2 separate regions of the Rattus norvegicus genome follow, and region 1 is linked to region 2. The links are chromatin contacts, called in public Hi-C maps. All regions are on one chromosome and are shown on one strand. Each heading gives the region's core, a stretch centred on a gene start, on an enhancer-like site or on the middle of the called end of the contact. The rest is flanking DNA. Distances are from core to core; before and after follow the strand shown.

The links. A called contact is a pair of places that touch in the nucleus more often than the background predicts.
Region 1: a Hi-C map of hepatocytes shows a contact between it and region 2, with 2.1 times the contacts expected there. The contact joins the promoter of Lsg1 here to the promoter of Ppp1r2 in region 2. A contact is called at or near these places in 2 of 12 Hi-C or Micro-C datasets (hepatocytes and mammary epithelial cells).

The regions. Positions count from the first base shown.
Region 1 is chr11:83,645,444-83,651,414 of GRCr8, reverse strand. It overlaps Lsg1 (large 60S subunit nuclear export GTPase 1), which reads right to left and starts at 2,605. Exons shown (of 14, transcript NM_001013421.1): 1 at 2,492-2,605; 2 at 962-1,088. The coding sequence starts at 2,590.
Region 2 is chr11:82,974,948-82,980,512 of GRCr8, reverse strand. Ppp1r2 (protein phosphatase 1, regulatory (inhibitor) subunit 2) reads right to left here and starts at 2,879. Exons shown (of 6, transcript NM_138823.3): 1 at 2,624-2,879. The coding sequence starts at 2,745.

The sequences.
Region 1 (5,971 bases), core at 1,356-3,855, 670 kb before region 2:
CTTCTGCACTCTGTGGTAAAAGGCATGGGTCACCATACCTAGCCTTCCCTTTCTTCCTCCTGGGAATATGGCCCTTGCCCACCCCCTCAGTGTCTGTGCTCATTAACACCTGTCCCCTGCACCAGCACAACCAAACTTGTGACAATTTTCTCAACAAAGTAGATTGCCATTTCACATCCTGTCTGGATGCCTCTGCCTGCCTGTGTCTTTTGTTTGGAGATAGGGTTTTGTTATGTAGCCCAGGCTGGGGATTTATTATTTGTAGCCCAGGCTTGCCTCAAACTTAGGGCAAGTGCTGCCCAGGTGCTGGGATCATAGGTGTGCACCAATCTGAACAGTTGTCTCCTGCTCATCACCCAATCTTGTCAGAAACTACTAGGAGCCTGCTGTTTCTTAGACTTCTTTCAAAACATATAAAAGAATATTTTTAAAAATGAATAAAATGTATCTCTTAACATTCTCTGAGTAGCCAGCACAATGAATGAGAGTAACTGATTCTAAATAAAGGCATTTGGAACAAATAAACGAATGACTTTCTAAGGAGCACAACATCTGTAATAGTAAGAGAAATACATAATAGTATCTGTCAGTGACTGAGTGCACGCACTTACAACACAAGGTTCCAGACAGCAGCAAGGATGTTTTGAACTCAATGGTGAATTACAATCTGAAGTGGTATTTGTTCTGTGTTTGAGCCGGGGTCTCACTATGTAATGTAACCTTGGCTGGTCTGGAACTCACAGAGGATCCATCCATCTGCTTCTGCTTCCAGAGTGCTGGGATTAAAGGCATGCACCACCATGCCTGACATCTGAAGTGTTCTTTAGAGGTGAATTTAAAAACCAGTGTTGACTTTACCTTACACCCATGGGACCGCCCCATACTGCTTTTTGGATTCATTTGAAGTGAGCAAGATGGCGGTGTGGCCAGTGTCACAGGCACCAGGTAATAAACAACTCACCAGCCACGAACTCCGTCCCTGCAAGTTCTGCAGTTGCAAGAAAGTCCTCGAGGGAGCTCTGTTCCGTCACTGACTGAAGATTCAGACGTCCCCAATCATAACCATCATTGAGTTCACTCGTATGCAGCTACGAATAAAACAGAGCAAAGAGTGAGGCAGCTCTCTCCTGCGCCTGGCATCCACAGGCTCTACCTTTGCTTTTACTGGTCTATGTTCTCAAGGTGGTTGACTCTTCTAAATGTATACTACCAATACCTAACGCTAGCTAAGAGGGGGGCCCAGCTCAGCAAAATACTTGCCTGTTGCTGTCAATGGTGTTGATATCCGGCAGTACAAAAACCCAAGATCAAATATTTAAATGAACACTTTCTTATCTCAGCAAGAGCATTTCCCTTTTATCCTATAATTTTATTTTCTGACTCTTTTGAAACGAATTTTATTGTGTTCTCATTTTACCATCAAGAAAACAGGTTTAAATAGGTAAAATAATTTGCCTATAGTTGTAAACCCAGAGTTTGATATACACCACCCTAAGTTATATGCTTATATGGGTCAAACATAGTTTTTTAAAAACGAAATTAAGGATTGAAAGCTTAGAATTAACAAAAATCAGGATACAAGTTAGGATTTCTTTTTTTTTTGGTTCTTTTTTTCGGAGCTGGGGACCGAACCCAGGGCCTTGCGCTTCCTAGGGGATTTCTTTAGATTAAAATTAAACCTCTCCACTATTTCCCAAAGGTTAGTACATTGATAGGTCACCACAAAACCAGGTGAGAGGATTAGTCATCAATGTCCAGACTTGAACACTGAGAAGCATGCGTGTATTCCTCACAGTATCTGTTTGGAAATGGGACGGTGTGATGGACATGTACCAGGGACAAACAACTTCAGTACAAGACCTTAGTGAGGACTCAGAATGCCCTCAAATACTCTGCTAGAATTAATTTCTCTATTTCATTTACTTCTTAAGGCTCCTACTACGATCTTTCCTAAGCTTCTAGAGACAATGTCAATTCCTTAAGATAAACTCCAAGGGGGCAAAACAAGGGAAAGCAGGGATCGGATTTATTTGTTCTTCTGATGGAACCAATCACTTCCATTGGATCGATTCTCTGGATAACTAAAAATCTCAGTTTAAAGATCCAAGCGTGGTAGCCACGGCTTGTAAATCCAGGACTCTCCAGGCACAGGCAGGAGGAAGGCAGTTCTGGGCCACTCTTCGCTGCATACGGACACTCTGTTTCAAAATTTTACGATAACACGTAATTTTCTTTATAGAAATTTCCAAGAGCGTCCATGGCATCTAGGGCAAAAGCCAAACACAGGGAAACATTCTAACATGAAAGGCTCTTCATGTTTTCACTCCTACTTTATTACACACTAGCTCTGTTTTAAAGCCTCTCTGCGCCCTGCGCCTTGTCGGTGTCTGCTTCGAATTCCTGTTCAGGCGTGACTTCTAGCTACAACTTTTGTAGCATGGAGGCTCTCAGAACGAGACGGGAAGAATATGGAGAGCACGGACGTTCTTACCCAGGAGTCAGTATGACGGTGACTGCGGCTTCGTTGAGTCTGATGCCGGATAAGTACCCGACCCAGTGACCCACCACCCGGCGCTCTTCTCCGGCCCATAACAGCGTATCAGCAGCACGAACCACTTCTCAGCGCGTGAGGCTTCCGGTTTCCCTGGCTGTGAACCAGGAAGTGACGTAAGAGCGAGTCTAAGTAGTACAGTTCCGAAGTGAAGCTGCAGGGTATTGAATGACTTGCTTCAGGATGATTTTGGTAGAGCCAGAGTTTAACAGTACTATAGAGAAGAAATGTAAAAATCGATCGGGAGGATTCCTTATGGCTACTCCTTCGACTGTTCCCCTTTTGATAGATTGACCGACTTAAGAGAATGGTACATTCCAGACTTGTACGTCACTGTTTAAAGTCCGGCGGGAAATTGGGCCAACTGGAAAATATGACCGCTCACGTTCGCAGCACTTTCGACGGGAGGAGGGCCCTCGGGTGAAGGGGTGTTTCTGTGGCTCTAGGTGGCAGAAGTTTCCTGATGCTGGTTTTTCAGCTCAGTTTTTGTTTTCCTAGCATTCTGTAGTTGCGGAGCGGGGAGAAAAGTTCACACATGGTTGAGAGTTTAGAATGGGTATCATTTTCAGAACTTGAAAGTTGAGAACAAAAGCCGGCGCTTTTAGGGGAAGGGAGGGAGGTAGAGAGGGAGGAAGAGAGCGAGGGAAGAGAGAGAGAGAGAGAGAGAGAGAGAGAGAGAGAGAGAGAGAGAGAGAGAGAGAGAGAGAGATATTAAGCATTGTATCAACATTTTTTATAATTAAAATTAAAGCTGTCTTTAGTGAGCTGTCTTCACTAATAGATATTTAGTGCCCCAACCGATCGTCAGCTTTCCTCGTAATGTGTATATAAAAAGTCTGGCATGGTGACACACATCTTTAATCCTAGCACTTGGGACACGGAATCTTCACAAAGAGAGCTCCAGGACAGTCAGGGCTACACAGTGAGACCCTGTCTAAAAAAGAAATAAGTGTATAGTAGTTGGTGCTGAATAACATTCTCATTACTGGGGAGACCACTGTAACATGCTGCTCAGCCGTGGAAGGAGTTTTTACCGGCTATAGATCAAAGATAGGCAGTGTCTGGAATTGACCGGCTATAGGTCAAAGATAGGCAGTGTCTGGAATTGACCGGCTATAGGTCAAAGATAGGCAATGTCAGGAATCGACTGGCTATAAATCTAAGATAGGCAGTGTCAGGAATCGACCAGCTATAGATCAAAGATAGGCAATGTCGGGAATGGAACATGAGTCTTGTTACTCTTCCGTATTATTGAGAGGACTCGGTCAACATGTATTTTAGAAGTCATTGTTGCTAACTTGTTTGATTAATCTATGTATAACGCTAAAATATAACTAGGTGGCACATAAATATATATATGCACATGCACATATATGTATACACATATATACATATGTATGCACAAATACACACACATATATACACACAATTTTTACTTGTCAGTTAAAACAATTAAGAAAAACATCAGGAAGGCACCTAGTCTGGTACTTTTCTAGCTTTAATGTGTACAGAAATTTCCTAGGAATAAGCTTAACAGACTGATTCATAAGTTGTGATTATGATGTGTCTGTCTGTCTGTCTGTCTGTCTGTCTCTCTCTCTCTCTGTGTGTGTGTGTGTGTGTGTGTGTGTTGTGTGTGTGTGTTTAACAAGTTTCCAGGTAACAAGTAGCAAGAGTAGCCCATTCCTTTCTGGTGTAGATGAAGATACTGCAGTGGATTAGCTAGAGGTCGGCCATAGCAAGTTAGCAGCTGGCAGAACTAGGACCACAGTGCTCACCCATTTCTGATCTTTGCCACTTCCTTTTTGTGTGCCTTACCTCCACTAGACTCTTGCTTAACTGGAGTGGATTTTGTGGAGCTCCCAAAGGATTGACAAAGTTGGTGGTAGCTGGAAAGGCTTTGAGGAGACAGTGCTCACAAAACACTGAGAAGGGATGTAAGAGAACAGGACTTCTCCATTTCCCAACTTAGAAGCATGACCGTATAAATCTCTGAACACAATCTCCAGGGGGAAGATAGAGAGAAGCACACAAATAACATTAGAGAGAGCATCTGGCATTGTTAAAGATAACCCTAACTCAAAGAAATGAAGAGAGTTGTGCATTTTAATGAAGGCAAGGACAACAGACAGTGTAGAGAAAATGGCCATCTGATTACTAGATTTCAACCAATAACTCAAGGCTTCACCCTAGTTCCGTTTTCCAAGGCTTTGAAAAACACTCTTGGTTGGTTGGTTGGTTGGTTGGTTGGTTGGTTGGTTGGTTAGCTTGTTTGTTTTAAGACAGACTCACCACACAAACACACAGGGTTTCTCTGTGTAGTTCTAGCTGTTCTGGAACTCTGTAGACCAGGACAGCCTCGCCTCAGATGCTGGGATTAAGGTGTACACCACCACCACATGGCCCAGAGTGAAAATTTAATCGATATTGGTTGGGGAGTGTGAAAAGAGCATCAACATGGTAAGATTAATTAACAGTAACTATTCCAAGCTGCCAAGTAAGGCACAGTCTATTTTAAGATTTGCTCACAACACAATACTCAAAGAAGTGAGTCTTCAGTTTTCTTATATGGCTAATAGGAATAAGAGTAATGGTCATGCCTTTAATGTGGTGCATGCCTTTAATCCCTTCGGGAGGCAAGCAAAAGCCAGTCTTAGTGAGTTTGAGTATAGCCTGCTCTGCATAGAGAACTCCAGGCCAGCTAGAACTACATCATAAGACCCTGTTTCAGAACAAAGCAAATGGAATGTTCAATATAATTTTTGTCCTGCAAATGAAACAAACAAAATAGTTCTGGAAGATCATTGTCCGATAGTACGTGGAGATACCCATTTGGCACATTTGAATATCCTCTGCCCCACCCCACATACACACACCCCAACTGAGCAATAGACGTGAGAGCCCAGCTACATAATTGCTCATGGAGAAGGGCAAAGAGGTAAGCAATTGAGGGTGCTGATGAGGCAAGAGCATAGGACCCAGATTCGAAAGAGTGGAGTGCAAGTGAGGATCATGGTGATGAAGGATTGAATAAAGGGCTGGATGCCGCCAGAAGGAGAGGGATGCATGGATGAATCAGCCAGGTCCCTGCCCTCTGACTGCAGGAGCTATTCCACCCACACACTTTGGGGAACAACCTCGCTCGGCCAAATTCCCACCACTGCTTTGTCATGCCATCAGAAAAGCTCATCTACAAGACCCCCACCTGAAAACTCCCAGTTCCCAGAGCTAAGCTCTTCCATGGAAACCAGGATTGCCTGAGAAACTGATTCTTGGGGAAGTCTGCATTGGTTTGGGGGTTGGAAGCCTGTATCCGCCTTCCAGAGAGCAGCACAGGGAGTGCACCTCATCCACGGTGTTGCATAATAGGTGACTTACCTTGTCCAAACAACTGTAGTTCCAAGCCCCGATACCCACACC
Region 2 (5,565 bases), core at 1,630-4,129:
CAAATAATTTGTACCTGTGTGTATGGGGTTGTGGGGAAGAACCACCCTAGGTGTAAGTCCTTGCCTTCCTTGTTTGAGACTGCATCCTATCTTTTTCCAGATGTGCTGGGCGAGCTGAAGCTCAAGCTTCTGTGGATTCAAGGATTCTCCTGTCTCTGCCTCCCATCACCCTGTGTAACCACTGGGATTACAGATGTGCACGCTATCCTCTGGTTTTACATGGGTTCTCTATTTAAACCTAGGTCCTCACACATGGCCAGCAAGTGCTTTACCGAATTCTGAGCCATCTTCCTCAGCTCCTCCGTTCAGGTTTAAGTACTACAACCAACAGTATGCATGAAAGTATGAACTATGAAGATAGATTGGAAGTGTTTCAATTTTTCCTTTAGAAAGCTCTCTGTAAATAATCACTACAGACAGTATCTCCAGTAAGAGCAGGCAGGAGAGAGAGAACAAAGAAGCAACTACATTGTATAGATAAATCCTATTTACAGGTTTTCTATTTGGGAATTTCCTTATTGGAATCCTTCTATAATCTTAACATCATTACTGAAGGGAGTTTAGTGGATGCTCAAAGACATCAGGGGGTAGGAGAATTTTTAACTGTCCGCAGGGAACATGTTGCCAGCTGGGGCCAAACATGGCGAGGCCCTGCTTGCTGTTTTTGGCTCTCACATTATTAAAAGTGTTCTTTGACTTTTCTGTTATAACTATTAACATACATTCCGGAACTCCTTGTACAAAAGGATGAGTTTCATTGACCTTTTGATACATGAACATCACATACTTTATACAGTGTGTGTCTTCCTTTCCCTTCCCTTTCCATGTTGAGGATCAAACCCGAGGACTTGTATATGCAACTATATGTATACAATAATGTAGTTTTATTGCTATAATTTCTTTGTTTTACCATTTTTCAATAGTTGATTATGGAAAAGCTTATCTTTTACCAGTTGGGACCATACACACATCATGAACTTCAATGAACTATGTTTGATGGGGCCTGCTGAACTTGGGCTACAACTACAGTCAAGGCAGTCGGTCAACTAGCTTATAAAATCCTTTTTAAGTGAATCTGTCCTGCCAGGAACTCTTTCAGAAGGAGCAATTTATCTAGTGGAGTCAGTCTCATTTAGTGGTATGGGGGGTGGGGGGTAAATCTTGGGCAAGCATGGGAGTCAGAGATCTAACTGATAGAACAGTGCTCTAGATCATAGAGCATCAAATCTGAGGATGTGAGTTAAGGGTGCTGAGAACTGAGATATTTGATAGTTGGACAAGTCAATGAGGACCTATCCTGCTGCTTGACAGTCAAGCTGTGGTGAGCGAGTGCCTTCTGGACTTCCTGCTACTATGCTGTGGCATTCAGTTTTCCCATGACCCACAACCTGTCAAAGCACTTTAAAGCAGCTTATTCCAAGTACAGCTTGGAAAACTATGAAGGCACGCAGTTCTCTTCAAACTCAAAGAATGGGGGGAGGTGGTGTTGCTGGACAATGCTAAATCCTTTCCCTGTCTCTGCGGGACACAATTCTAAGTTGAATCCACAAAAGGGGTTTTCTCCAAATTTCCCATAAAATTGTTTCCAGCTAGTTACTCTAAAAATTCCAAATTAGATCCTTAATATAGGAGTGCCCTACTTCTAAAAGTCTAAGACTTCACAGCATTCTCACTGCTACCTCCACGGACTTCAGTAATCTTTCTTAAGCCTTGTTTCTGAATGCAAGAGTTCCTATTATAATTTTAGTAACTTAGACTATTCGAGGCCCCCTTAGAGTCTGACCCGGTGGTATAATTAGTTATACCCTAGACGCTGTACTACTGTCACACTATTTTCATTGAGCACTGAAGCCTGGGTAGTTTTCTCTGTAGCCAGAACACCTCTCTGTTTTTTCAGGCTGGAATATCTTTCCATTATACAAATGTACCATAATTAATATTTCACCAGTTCTCACTAATGGACCTTGGGCGGTTTCCAGGTATTTACTAATACACACAATGCTTTACGTCAATATCTCAAGTTGCTTCTCTCTGAAGAACTGCGTTTAGATATGCAAAACAGGACCCAAAACTAGATAGAAAGCACCCAAACCTCTAGCTCCAGGTACAAAAATATTTAGCAACAGTAACTTTCCATTAAATGCAGATGACTGATTTTAAAATTTTGGTTTCATTTAGTGCAGAGATAATGACAGACCAGGAACTGAGAGACGAACGCAGTAAAGTGCTTAATGGAGAAATAAATGTGTTTGTGCTTCTGGTTGTTTTTTTTAAAGTGTTGATCTCATTAGCCTGAACCTAGATTGAAATTGAAGGGCAAAAAAGAAACTCCTTTGCCTTAGAATTTTAGCTACCTTGGCTTAGGCTAGGGGCATAATAAAAGCTTAACAGTTAAAGCTTTGAAACTTCAATCTGATTCCTTAGCGTTCCGAAGGACACGAAGTTCAAAAGCCAGGCTTAAAATGTGCGTGTACTTAGAAAATAAACGAGACAAACGCCACCGCCTCTGGCGGCTCCGGTCCCACTCCACCCCGCGGCCGGAGGGGCAAGGCTAAGGCCGGCTCCCCGTAGCCGCCTGTCAGCCGGGAAGGCGAGGCTTCCAGGCCGGCCTCCCGGCTCTCACCTCAGCTCCTCTTCGACGGTCCGGCGGGGCTGTTCGGCCGAGGCCACCACCGAGGAAGTCGTAGAGGTCTTGTTCTTCAGGATTCCCTTGATGGGCCGGTGCGAGGCCGTCGAGGCCGCCATTGCCGGTCGCTCCGGCTGCTGGCTCAGGGTCGCTGCTGGCGTGGGGTCCCGGAGGAGAAGGGGTGGGCACTGCAGAGACCCTCCAGGCAGCCGTGGAGCCCAGGCCGGGCTAAAGCAGTCGCACCTGCTGTCGCGGAAACCACTACCAGCGTCTCCCGCACGACACAATGACCGCAACGCCACAGCTGACGCCGCGCGGCTGGCGGCCCTTCGCCGCCGGCAAAGCAGCCCGCGGCCCGCGGAGGAGGCCGGCCTAGTGGCCCAGCGCGGGAGCGACGCGGATGCCAAAGCCAAGCCCGGCCCGCCCTCTCGCGATATCTAGAGCGGGGCGGGGCGAGAACAAAGCCGGCCTTCTTGCCCCGCCCCTTCCCGCCCGCCCGCCCGCCCCGCCCCTCCTCTGTGTTAGGTCAGCTGAGTCCTGACCCAGCAATCGTGTCAGTGAGAGACCCGCTGTCTGCCTTAGAGATCTACTTCCTAGCACTCTCCCATCGCCGTATGAAACCTTGTTGCTATTTCTGTCTTATGACAGAAAACTGAGGCTCACGGGTGACTCACTCCACAAAGATAAGAGATGTTAGCTGACTGAACGATATAGCTCCCGTTTCTATTTAATCTTTGTAATCATCTTCTTTTTCCTTTTCTTTTCTTTTCTTTTCTTTCTTTTTTTATTTGAGACAGGTCTTTCTATGCAGACCAAGCTAGTTTCGAACTCACAGAGATCGACCTGCCTCTGCCTCCTGAGTGCTAAAGGTCTGTGCCACCACACCCAGTCCTTCGCGATTTAACTTCCTACTATAAAATCATAGAATACCAGTATTGGAATGGTCCTCAAAGATCTATTATGAAGCCACAGAATAGTCATTTTTGTGATATCACAAAAAAGCCTGCCTTGGGATAATAGAACCTCTTCTTACCATTGGAGAAGCAGACGGACAGAAAAGAGCCACCACTTCCACACAGTCCATCCATAGTATATGATGGCCACAAGGCAAAGTCGGTGTGGCACTGGAGGACCGGAGTGGTGCCCCTACAAACCAAGGATCAACAAGACATCAAAAGTCCGGGGAGCCATTTTCAACAGATCCAAATTCTCAGTGCTCTTAGAGGGAGCCAAGTCCCCTGCTCTCAATTTGGGAATTCAAGCCCCCAGTACATTTTCTGTTGCTTAAAGTTTCTCGGGTGTGAAACTTCGTTGTCCCACCTCCTTCAGCCTTCAAGTCCGTCACACAGTTGTGTTTGTTCCACTACTCTGTCCTGATCAGACCTCTCAGAAACCTATGACAGGCCAGAGCAGACTACGGCACATGGGAATGCCATTGCCATCGGATCGACCCCAGTCCTCTGGGACCTTAGACAGCTAGGTGTCTGGTAAGAAGATTGTCACAGGGATACCCACCCATACCATGAAAGGGTTATCCAGCCACAGCGATGCCAGAACTTCCTCCCTTCCCGGGCTCTGACTCAGGAAGCCTAGATGGAGGAGATTCCCAGCAACTTGTTTGCTGGGGAGAGGAAGGCAAAGTGCAACTATTTTTAAGCAGTAATCTCACTCAAATAAGAGTCTTCTGCCTCGGTGCCTAGCAGACAATACTGTTTGGTGTCTTTAGGGCTCTGTTCCTGGGAACAGCGTCCGGTTTCCTGAAACGGTCAGATTTTCCAGACTGGCCCCTGGCTGAGTTCCTGCCAGAGGAAAGCCTCACTAAGGGACAGGATGCTGGTGGAGGTAATGGAGGGGAAGTGCACAGGAAGGTGAGAAGGGAAGCAGCTTTGCAGCTCATCTTGCTGAATGTGCTCTCCTGGGATTTCTGAGGCAAAGCTATAGAGCCACGTCCTTGGCTTGGGGCCCACCTCTGTTCCCAGTCAAATGTTTCATCCTCCCTCCTTGGCTGGGACCTTCCAGTAGATCCTGTTAGAACCTGGCCGCCAGGTCTAAACCAGAGGCATGGGAGCCCAGGGAATCAACAAGCTGCCTCTTCTCACTCTGCTTCCTGTCAGAGCCTAGCTCAGCAACGATAATCTTGTTTTGAAGAGAAGACACAAGACTTTCCTTCATGTTGATAATTACTGGGTCACTCGCTTTGTTCCTGCTTGGCCAAACTGAGCTGTGACTGGGCTCATAATTGAGCACCGCCTTGCTTGGCGAAAGGGAGCCTTCTAATGAACGTTGAGGCCACAGCATGACATAATGTGTTTTATTACAGGAAGCTGAAAGACGCTGGGTTAGAAGGTTGTTTCTCTGAGAAGCCTTGGAAAATGTTTCCCTCATCAAAGTTAGACTTTTGCTTCATTCTTTTCTATGCTTGATTCTATAAAAAGTGAATAGAGAGGAAAATTCCTTAGAAACCAGCATGGGGGGGTTGGGGATTTAGCTCAGTGGTAGAGCGCTTGCCTAGGAAGCACAAGGCCCTGGGTTCGGTCCCCAGCTCCGAAAAAAAAGAACCAAAAAAAAAAAGAAAAGAAAAGAAAAGAAAAGAAACCAGCATGGGAGTTTGGCTGCAAGCTTTTGAGTACCAATCAGGTTATCCTCGCAATTTAGAATAATCGACTCACTTTATACCTCAATGTAGCCAGAAGATCTCTAACTGCCTCCAAACAGAAGCTCTCTCCCCATCCCTCTGTGAGGCTGGCCTCGGGAGGGAGGAGGTCTCCTGGAGCAAACAGCGCAAGCACCACCTTTGATCACGCGGGTGCCACGTTTCCAGAGTGACCGCTTCGAGATGGAATCTTCCAGTTTGGATTCTGTTTCTGAAAGTAGCTTTTAAACTCAAGGCAAATCACGAGCATCATTTTAAAAGAAATTAGGGCAGGTGAGATGGTTCA